2 separate regions of the Mus musculus genome follow, and region 1 is linked to region 2. A link is a contact called in public promoter capture Hi-C data. All regions are on one chromosome and are shown on one strand. The core of a region is the stretch at or near the end of the contact, and the rest is flanking DNA. Distances in the headings are between cores, read along the strand shown.

What was found. Promoter capture Hi-C pulls out the DNA fragments that hold promoters and counts their contacts.
Region 1: a contact with region 2 is called in a promoter capture Hi-C map of pre-B cells, with 4 times the contacts expected there. The contact joins the promoter of Usp32 here to the promoter of Dhrs11 in region 2. A contact is called at or near these places in 17 of 39 promoter capture datasets (the 3T3-L1 cell line, 3T3-L1-derived adipocytes, the C10 cell line and 11 more), 1 of 15 datasets of contacts at CTCF or cohesin (the NIH/3T3 cell line), 13 of 484 Hi-C or Micro-C datasets (CD4 T cells, CD8 T cells, the HL-1 cell line and 6 more), 4 of 115 datasets of contacts at active chromatin or transcription factors (effector CD8 T cells, embryonic stem cells, fetal liver and 1 more) and 3 of 9 other capture datasets (adipose tissue, liver and pancreatic islet).

The regions. Positions count from the first base shown.
Region 1 is chr11:85,135,811-85,141,276 of GRCm38.p6, reverse strand. It overlaps Usp32 (ubiquitin specific peptidase 32), which reads left to right and starts at 1,322. Exons shown (of 34, transcript NM_001029934.1): 1 at 1,322-1,566. The coding sequence starts at 1,509. It also overlaps a transcript of 1700125H20Rik not described here.
Region 2 is chr11:84,826,316-84,831,169 of GRCm38.p6, reverse strand. Dhrs11 (dehydrogenase/reductase (SDR family) member 11) reads left to right here and starts at 2,167. Exons shown (of 7, transcript NM_177564.5): 1 at 2,167-2,419. The coding sequence starts at 2,273. 4930502E09Rik (RIKEN cDNA 4930502E09 gene) reads right to left here and starts at 1,992. Exons shown (of 3, transcript NR_046281.1): 1 at 1,758-1,992; 2 at 1,128-1,268; 3 at 302-680.

The DNA of each region.
Region 1 (5,466 bases), core at 73-2,572, 310 kb before region 2:
TTAACGTTTTGACTATTGTATATACTATAAATGCTGAGTGCATAAATAGCTGTTCACACATCCCTTTAAAGACATACTTCGGGACTATATACTGAGAAGTGGAATTGCTGAACCACATGCCTGATATGCTACAACACAATGAGCCATGTTAAGTGAAATAAGCCAGTCACAGGAGAAATGTAGTTGCCTTGATGAACCAACATTACTGTTGAAAGTTTCAGTTCTCTACTAGATCAAGTAGTCCTGAAGATAAACTAAGACTGAATAACGATGTAAATGTTAATGCTACTAAATTCACACACACACACTATATACATATGTATTATACATAAAATATATGTATTTTAAAGCAAGCTACTCAGTTTTGAACTGTCTCATTTTTAGAGGGCAAGTGTTTGGTTGAAGCATGAAGGTGGCAGGGCTGGGTGTGGTGTTTCTTGTAGAACCAGTACATGGGAAACTGAGGCACGCGAATCTACAAGTTCGAGGACAGCCTGGGTTACAAAGCAGAACCCTGCGTCAGAAACAAACACCCAAAACAAAACATCTAATGCGGCTTAAAAAAATTGGGGGAGGGAGGCAACAGGTTCAGAGGGAAAAATGGACCAACATAGTGGCTTGGGCCTCTGAAAGAAAAGCTAAGGCAGCCGCGTTTGGAGAATGGGAAGGCGTAGAAAGTAAAATACTGCGACAAGGTCCACTGCCCTGTCCTGAGGCTCCATCTCTAGAAGGAAAAAGAGGTATCTTCTCAGAGAAGCCGTGAGTCTCATCTTCCACTTCTGCCAACATCCCCCGAACGTTAGGGGTCCCCCGCCTGCCCGCTCCTTTTGTCGCCCGCACCGCTTTCCTCAGACCCCCCCTGCTCCCTAACATTCCCCTAGTCTTCCAAGGTGGGTCGCGGCCACCGCAGCACCAACCGTCATCGCTCCGGCCCCGCCCGTCGAACGCCAGAACGTGGGGGGCGGGAAGACCCGTCCTCGGGCGCCCCGGAAGTCACTGCCCTCTTGGCCAGCTGAGCGCCGCGGCGGGATTCGAGGCCTAGGATTGGCAGGAAGATAGGGATGACGTGCTACGTGTGGCGAGGCCGCCCCGCCCCCCCTGCGCGCTCTTAGCGTGGGGTGGGGCGGAGCGTGGCCCCCCGGCGGCCATTACCCGGAACCGTCCCGGGCCTTGGGTCAGGTGACCCGCGGCGGTGCTGGCGGGAGGGCGGGGTGGGGGCGGAAGGGAGGAGAGGAGGAGTGAGGCGAGACGCGAAGGGAGGAGAGAGAGGAGAAGGGCGGAGTAGGAGGGAGGGGAAGGGGGCGGGGTGGGAGCGGGTCACGTGACTCGGCATGGAGGCGGCGGCGGCGGCCGGGAGGAGTCGCTGGGGCAGAAGCCGCACTTGTTAGTGTTGGGGGAGGAGGGGGCCGGGGACGCCGACACCGTCAGCCGGCGACGCCGCGAAGGAGGCGGGAGGGGGGTGGGGGCGAAAGCAGGCTCCGACCCCCGGCCGAGGGGATGAGGGGAGCATGGGCGCCAAGGAGTCACGGATCGGATTCCTCAGCTACGAGGAGGCGCTGAGGAGAGGTGAGGGGGAGGGGTCGAGTGAGCTGCGGGGAGGCCAGCGCGGAGCGCCCAGGGGTGGGTGGCCGGAGGGAGAGGAGGCTGGGGCGTGGGGTGCCTGGCGAAGGACCCGGGAGGCCAGCCGTGGGAATATCGAGGGCAGGGAGGTGGAAGGGGAAGCGGGGTGTGGGAATTGGGGCACTAGGGGAGGGGGCGAAGCTTTGGCAGTGACGGGGGTACCGGGCGCTGGCTGGCCATTGCCGGTGCACTCGGTTGGCGTTGTTATCTTGTTTAGGTGCAGGGAAGCCCTGACCATCGGTTCTTGGGTGGCTCAACCCTTCCAGGCCCCCTCATCCTTCAGTGCCATTTTCTCATATCACTCTTTCATTTAAAAAAAAAAAAAAAAGCCTCCGACAACATCCTAATCTGGTTTCTAACAGCATTGGCTGGAGGAGAAGACAGGGCGTTCTGTTTTGCTCCTGGAAGTCCTTTTCTATTAGGGAGCCTCTGGTTTTCCCAGGGTCTTTGCCTCTCTGTTGAGGGCGATGACTATCCTTCCATTTACTCCTGCCATCCTTCACCCTTTGAGCGGTTGACTTTGATTAAGAACGACCTGAAAGTGAAGTTGTGTTTAAGGTGAGAACAGATTAGACAGCTGATGTTCATAAGACCTTGTCTTAGGTTTCCTCTCCTCGGACATTGATCAGACGGTTTTAGTACACTTGATTCCCAGTTCTTACCCCCTCGCTCCCTTAAAATGGCATTCGGAAACCCAGCATTGTGATACTGTATTACAGCTCCCTTCAGAGACTGGCCTTGCTGTCAACGGCTGCTGCTCTTGGCTCTGATTCACACTGTGTTGTTAATAGCCCCCAACCCCCTACCACTTACTCTGATACGATTGTCAGTGTAAAGCTCGTGCTAACTGGAAGTGTCTTGCACAGTTTATGGCCGGAATGTGACTTAATTTTTCATGACTGAGATTTGAGAGTGTGTCTGTGTGGTGCTTGTAGTTCTCTTTGATGTTTAATGGATTTTCTTGGTAAGAAGTGAAAAACATTAAGCAGATTAGTGGCCAGACATTATTGTTAACAGATTTCTAAGACCAAAATAAATAAATAAATAAATAAATAAGTAAATTCAGTCATGCGCCAGGTGTTTTTAGTAGCTTGGGATAGAAACTTAAAATATGATGAAAAAGACATTTTAAAGTGAGGATTTAGAAATGAGATCTAGTTCATATACAAAGAGAAATAAGTTCATTGGACCCACAACCTAATAAACAGAAAATAAGATACAGAATTGTAGCTGCATCAATTTTGGGGCTGAGCAGAATAGCGAAAATACACCTTTTAGTGGTTCTTCCTTACCATATCTGCATGATGATTATTCTTTTTTTTTTTTGTTTTGTTTTGTTTTGTTTTTTCGAGACAGGGTTTCTCTGTGTAGCCCTGGCTGTCCTGGAACTCACTTTGTAGACCAGGCTGGCCTCGAACTCAGAAATCCACCTGCCTCTGCCCCCCCAAGTGCTGGGATTAAAGGCGTGCACCTCCACCGCCCGGCTGCATGATGATTATTCTTAAGTACAATCTTACTTGAACTTTTTCTCTCTGTTTCAGTATGAGAAATATTCCAAATTCTTGATTTATTTCCAACCCTAGTAGACCAGTCACTTCCTGAATTCTGTTGAGCTTGACAGGTCTGGGGGCAATTAGTCTATGGCTTACATGGCATGAAATAGGGCACAGTCAAATGATTTACAGCTGTTCAGAAGTGTTCCTTAAGTTTAAGGGTGTGAATACCAGTGATATACCTGGCGTTAAGAAATTCTAAAATTAAACTTTTATTCCAGCTCTTGTTGATTTACTTTATATCAAATTAAGATTGTGTATTTTGTTTTTTTGAGACAGGGTTTCTCTATGTAGGCCTGACTGTCTGAACATCATTTTGTAGATCATGCTGGCCTTAAACTCAGAGATTCACCTGCCTCTTCCTCCCAAGTGCAGGATAAAAAGCATTCAGCACCATGCCTTGCAAGACTGTACATTTTAAAATATAAATGGAATCAATACATTTAAAAATGATCTGGTGAAAGGTTTTTGTTTAACGTGTTATGAAATGTGCCCGTGAAATTTTAAAATGCATATTTGAAGAAGTATCAAGGTATGAATTAAAGTCTTAGTTGTTTGAATGGGTTTGTTTTTGTCAGGTTTTTTTTGTTGTTGTTGTTTTTTCGAGACAGGGTTTCTCTGTGTAGCCCTGGCTGTCCTGGAACTCACTCTGTAGACCAGGCTGGCCTTGAACTCAGAGATCCGCCTGCCTCTGTTTTTGTCAGTTTTGCTGCAGGGAAATTAAACCAAAGAGGAGCAAGGTGATAAAGTAGTTTCTAAGTGTAGGCTGGGGTATGTTTAAAACAGGCAAATTAGATGTCAGACTTTAACTACAGAAAGATTTTGTAAGCTTTTGCTGAATGGTTTGAGAACCTTTTGGGGGTGCCTGAATAAATAGGTACTAATACCTGCATCAGTTTTGTTTATCTGTTTACATTGGATAAGGTGAGTTGGGGCAAATAGGATTTGACAAGTATAGAACAAGCCTCATAGAACTATTTGACCCTTTGGCTTTAATTTAAATGAGCATTGCCTACTACCTGTTCATAATTACACAACATTAAAAAGAAATCTGATGCATTAATGCAAACAAGAAATATCAGGCAGTTTGTCTAGTAAAGTGGGGCCTTGACTACAGTGTTAGTGACAGATGACACTGGACTTGAGTGAGAGGCCAGTCTAGTCTGTTTGAGGCTCTAGAAATCAGGATGAATTTTGGGTTTATATCCTATTTTGCCAGATTGCCAATTATTTCAACTTTTACTTTTCTGAAAGTATATAGTGTTAGACAAATTTTAGAAGATTTTTTTTGGCTGATATCATAAATATCTTGAGTAGCATATAAGAGGCTTAACTTATTAAAATGTTTGTATTATATTTATTTGTATGTGTTTACTTGCCATAGTGTATTTATGGAGGTCACAGGACAATTGGGACTCAGGAGTCAATTGTCTCACTGTACCATGTGGATCCCTGGATCCCAGGGAGTGAACTGAAGTTAGCAGGTTTGACAGTGATCACCTTTATCCTCTGATCCGTTTCACTAACCTAGCTTGATTTTTTTTTTCATTAAATTACTTATTTTTATCTTATGAGCATTGTTTGGTGTTTTGTCTCTCCCCCTCTCTTAGAGAATGCATGTGTTATCTAAGGAAGCATGCCTGTTTGCATGGATACTGAGAATTTTAAAAGCTTTGCTTGACATGTCTATTTTACCATGTTACATCAGTTTATAACTTGTGTGTGTTTTATGTATGTGTATTGTTTTAGACAAGATCTAACTATGTAGACTTTCTCCTCCTAGAACTCACTATACACACCAGGATAGTGTTGAATTTACATAGATCTGCCTGCCTCTACCTGTTAGTGCTGGGATTACAGGTGTTTACCAACAGGTCTGGGTTGTAGTTTCCAGTCCCTCCCACCCCTCCTTCTGTCCCCTCCACCCCTGCCCCCCCCCCCCCCCCCCCGTGTGTGTGTGTGTGTGTGTGTGTGTACCTGAACTTGGATGGGTAGGCTAAGGACAAGTTCAGGTGTGAATCTTACTCAGGTGCCTTTCACCAGTGTGGGGCTCAGTGATTAGGTCAGTTATCAAAAGTCTCAGTTTACCACCTCCCGTTACTGGGCTTACCAGCACAGTCTACCACGTATAGCTTTGTTACTTGAGTATTGGGATGGGTTCTGTACTTTCATGGCCATCACTTTACCACCTGAGCTACCTTCCTAGCGCTTGAAGCTTGCATGTTCTTGGGTTTTTTGTTTGCTTGATTTTGTTTTTTTGTTTTTTGTTTTTTGTTTTTGAGACAGGGTCTCT
Region 2 (4,854 bases), core at 918-3,417:
TACCTCAGCCTCATGAATGTATGGTGTGTTTACAGGTGTGAGTCACCACACCATAGGTAGTTAGTTGATGGCATTTCTTTAATCAAGCTTTGGAATTGTCTTTAAAATGGATTGTAGATCACTGAGCAACATCAAAACAACTTTGGAAAGATACTCTCAGCTAGGCATTTTTTTTTTTTCTTTTTTTATTAGGCATTTACTCTGCCAGCTGAACTACACTCCTGGCTACATAAGATCTGCAAAAGCAATAGTTTTAATATTGCCCTTCCAGCCATATGAAGGATAGCCAGATGGGTGCTTAGTGAGTGAAAAAATTTTATTCCTATTTTAAAAATGCATTGGTATTCTTGATTGCCTGTGTAATTGTGTGAGGATATTAGATCACTTAGAGCTGGAGCTGCAGACCTTTGTAAGCTGCTAGGTGAGTGCTGGGAATTGAACCAGGGTCCTCTAGAAGGACAGGCAGTGTTTTTAGCCTCTTGAGTCATCTCTGGCCCCAAGTGAATTTATTTTTTTTCTTTTAAACTCAGGGTCTCACTAGTTCACACTAACCTCAAGTTTACAATTCTGCCTCAGCCTCCTAGGACTGCATCAGCATGGGTTGTGTGACTGTGGTAGGCACGCACGCGCCTGGTCTTTGAGCTTCTTATCCATGTCCAGAAATCATAAAGGATGGCTATCTGAAGAAGGTAGACATCAAACAGTTTGTTGGTTTTTTATTTTTATTTTTTGTTGTTGTTGTTTTGTTTTGTTTGAGACAGGGTTTCTCTGTAGCCCGGGTTGACCTGGAACTCACTGTACACCAGGCTGGCAACAAACTCAAGAGATCTGCCTGCTGAGTGCTGAATCAAAGGCATGTACCACCAGCTGGCATTATCAGGCATGTATGGGTACACTGTTGGTGTCTTCAGACACACCAGAAGAGGGCATCGGACCTTTTTCGATAGTTGTGAGCCACCACCATGTGCTTGCTGGGAATTGAACTCGGGACCTCTGGAAGAGCAGCTAGTGCTCTTAACTGCTGAGCCATCTCTCTAGCCTTCATCACACTTCTCTTTTTTTTGTTTGTTTTGTTTTGTTTTGTTTTGTTTTGTTGTTTTTCACACTTAATGTGCCAGTATACTTACTGTGTTTGAGAAAGGGGCTCATGTTTCAGTTGGCCTGGAATTCACTCTCTACTAAAGGATGGCCTTGAACTCGTGGACCTGTCTCTTATGTCCCCTTACCGGCTTGTGCCACCATGCCTTGTGGTAGAGCTCTGTTGGCTCCTGCACAAAAGAAAAACAAAAATATTGTTTTTGTTGTTTTTTTCGAGACAGGGTTTCCCTGTATAGCCCTGGCTGTCCTGGAACTCACTCTGTAGACCAGGCTGGCCTCAAACTGAGAAATCCACCTGCCTCTGCCTCCCGAGTGCTGGGATTAAAGGCATGAGCCACCACGCCCGGCTCAAAAATCTTATAAGGGTATATTATGCATGCTGTTTAAAGTTATGGCTACCACGTGATATTCAAGTTGTCAGCTTCTGCGGGTGACTATTGATGTACATCGTGTAACATTTGCGCCGTTGTAGGACTGGGAGTGGTTGATGTCAAGGACGGTTGAAGACGTGGTGCCATTTAGGTGTAGAGTACTTGGGTATTTTAACCATTTACTTGGCCAGTGAAGCCAAAGGATCAGGTACAGTGAACAATAACCCTTCCTCAGGTCAACTGGCCTTGATGGCAGAGGCCCTTAAGCTTTTTGGATTGAATCCTTACTGTCAGTCACCAGTGGTTTGGGAGGGCACTGGAGTAACCTTTAGATCCCCCATCCTGTCCTCAGGCCTTTGGAAGTAGGGCTGATTGAGCAAAGGAGGCCTTGAGTGCGTGCGAGCGTGCGTCCTCTTCCTCGCAGATGGAGGCTCTCCACCGCAAAGGGAAGCGCTCACGGTAAAAGCAACTCCACCGGCTGTCAGGCCCCACTTCCGCGGTGGGCCCCTATCCTCAAGGCTGTGCGGTTTCCGCCTGTCGCGGGAAGGACGGGCTCGTGCGCGGGCGTGGGCGTGTCCGGAAAAGGTGGCCACTCGGACGCCATGTGGCCCAATGCGGAGGTCCCGAGGGCGGAGCCCGGGCCGGAGGCCGGGCCAATAGTGGGTGGGTCTAGGCGCAACTCCAAGTTGCCGGCGTCCCCCACTGCAGTGACCAGGGAGCCACCGATCTTCAGTAACCCCAGACTAAGCTCCCCGCTCCCAGTGCCTGGTTCGCCGAACGAGGTGGGCAGACGGCTCGGGACCATGACTAGAGCTGGCATGGAGCGGTGGCGCGACCGGCTGGCACTGGTGACGGGAGCCTCGGGGGGCATCGGTGCGGCCGTGGCCCGGGCATTAGTCCAGCAGGGACTGAAGGTTGTGGGTTGTGCCCGCACCGTTGGCAACATCGAGGTAAGGCTCCGCCAGGCAGCGGGGACGCTCTTGGGGGAGGGGGGAGTACGTCGTTTCCATGGGGCAGGGCTTTGAGTGAGGGGAGGGAGAGTTGCCGTGGCCGGAGCCAGAGACCCTGCTCTTTTTGAGCCTACTACCCTAGGGCCATTTGCAACGGCCTTGAGAGCAGGAGTGCTGTTTAGTAGCGAGAGGACCTAAGTTCTCTCTAAGTTCTATTTTTATAAGAGCCATTCACTCCTGATAGTTCGTGTCGCAGCAGAGTACCAAATCCTGACCCCTGGTATTCTCTTCCCTTACCCCTGCCATCTTGTGCCCCCTATACTGGCAGGTGAAAGAGGAAGCCAGAGGTCAAGGGCTAGCTAGGCAGCCAGGGAGAAGGGGGAAAAAAAGAAAAGAAAAAAAAAAAAAAACTGGCTAGTCTAAGTGACTAGGTTAGTTTCATCTTGTCCCCAAACCTCACCCAAGCCACACCGAGTAAAGTGCTGGCCAACCAATGAACAAGAAGCTAGTGTTTGACCCATGACTGAGGGTGAGGTTAGGGTGGAAGCTAGCTCTCCTTTTAATTCAAATCTGAGCTCAACTCACATGCCATGAGCCTAAAGAGTGAATGGAATATTTACTTGTAGATCTCTTTCTCTCTCTCTCTCTCTCTCTCTCTCTCTCTCTCTCTCTCTCTCTCTCTCTCTTTTCTGATTCATTTTCCTAGGTGGGACTGAGTAGGTGAAATAGGGCATTAAACCTGTAAGTCTTGAGAAAATAAAATGTTACGGATCCAGAACTCCCTAGTTTTTCTCTTAACATTCTTTTGGGGGTTCCTGGAGTTATGAGCAGCATCAGATCAGAAAAGATAGGGAGGAGATGCCATTTGGGAGAAGACAAGAGAAATTCCCATTATTTGCCCTGGCAGGACCACCTGCAGGGCTCTATCTTCACCATGGCTCAAAGTCCTCTGACAGAAAAGGGTAAGGAGGCCTTGGGTGGAGGCAAAGGGAGAAGTTGTTGCAGGAAGGAGGACTGTCCCCTCCCCAGCTACTGGCCAAAGGTACACTTTATAGCCTCTCAGATAATCCCAAGGTCACCTGCCTCCACCATTGCCTCACTTCACCCTTCTCCTTCCCTGGAGAAGCACAGGGCCCAGCCCCATCTTTGGAGCTGAGAGGATTAAGGCCAGGATTGGACAACTGGATTCCCTAGGTTTTTTTTGTTTGTTTGTTTTAGTTTTGATTCCCTAATTCTGAAGCCAGTCTTGCCTTCTTTTCCACTTCTCTACCCTAAACTAGCCAGCAAAGGGATTCCCCGAATCCTAAGGGAATCTCCAAGCAGATCAGTCAACCCTAGGGTGGCTGCATGTCATTAAGAGAGAACCTCTTTGCTGTGTGGGGACAGCCCTGATTTCAGGTCATTTTGGAGATCAGATGGAGATGGCAGAAGTGAAGCAAGGAGGGACAATGACAGAGAGATGGATAATGTTCTACACATACACACACACACACACACAGACATACATACACATAGACACACAGACATACACACAGAGACACACGTATACATAGAAACACACGCAGATGCACAAACACACACACAGACATACGCACATAGACAGACATATACACATACAGACACATAGACATACATACACACATAGACACACACACACAGACATACACACAGACACACACATATATACACAGACACACACACAGATACAAACACATAGACACAGAGACATACACATACAAATAGATAAGTATACACATAAACACATAGCTTTGCTGCTGAGGACTTTTAGTCTGGAGGGAGATGAATTCCTTTTCTGGGTTCTTGCTTACTATCTGTTTTTATTCATTGATGAATTTGCTGATATTAAAACTAAGTTTGGGTTCTGGTATTCTACTGGGAGAAATCCTATTCTGTGAGGTAGACATGGACAGTAAAGTCAGGTGGAAGGGGGCTTCTGAGTCCCAGAGGGGCACTATTTTTTAAAAAATTATTTATTTATTATTAGTTGTACGAGTACACTGTAGCTGACTTCTGACGCACACCAGGAGAGTGTATCAGATCCCATGACAGATGGTTGTGAGCCACCAGGTGGTTGCTGGGAGTTGAACTCAGGACCTCTGGAACAGCAATCAGTGCTCTTAACCATCTGGGGCATACCATTTCTTAACTCACAGAAAGTTACAACAGCCACCTATCTAGTTCTAGGACATCCAGAACTACATAGAGAGACTCCATCTCAAAAAAAAAAAAGAGCAGGAAAGAATTTATTTGGTCACCTGATTGAGCCTTTTATTTCTAGCTTCACTGGGGAGGAGGAGGGCTCTAGGCCAGGGCAGTTGGCCAAATTGGCTTTCCTCTATGGCAGCTTCTCCCCGCACCCCGCTGCAATCACACAGTCACCTTCACAAGGCTCAGTCACTCACTGGCCTCCCACA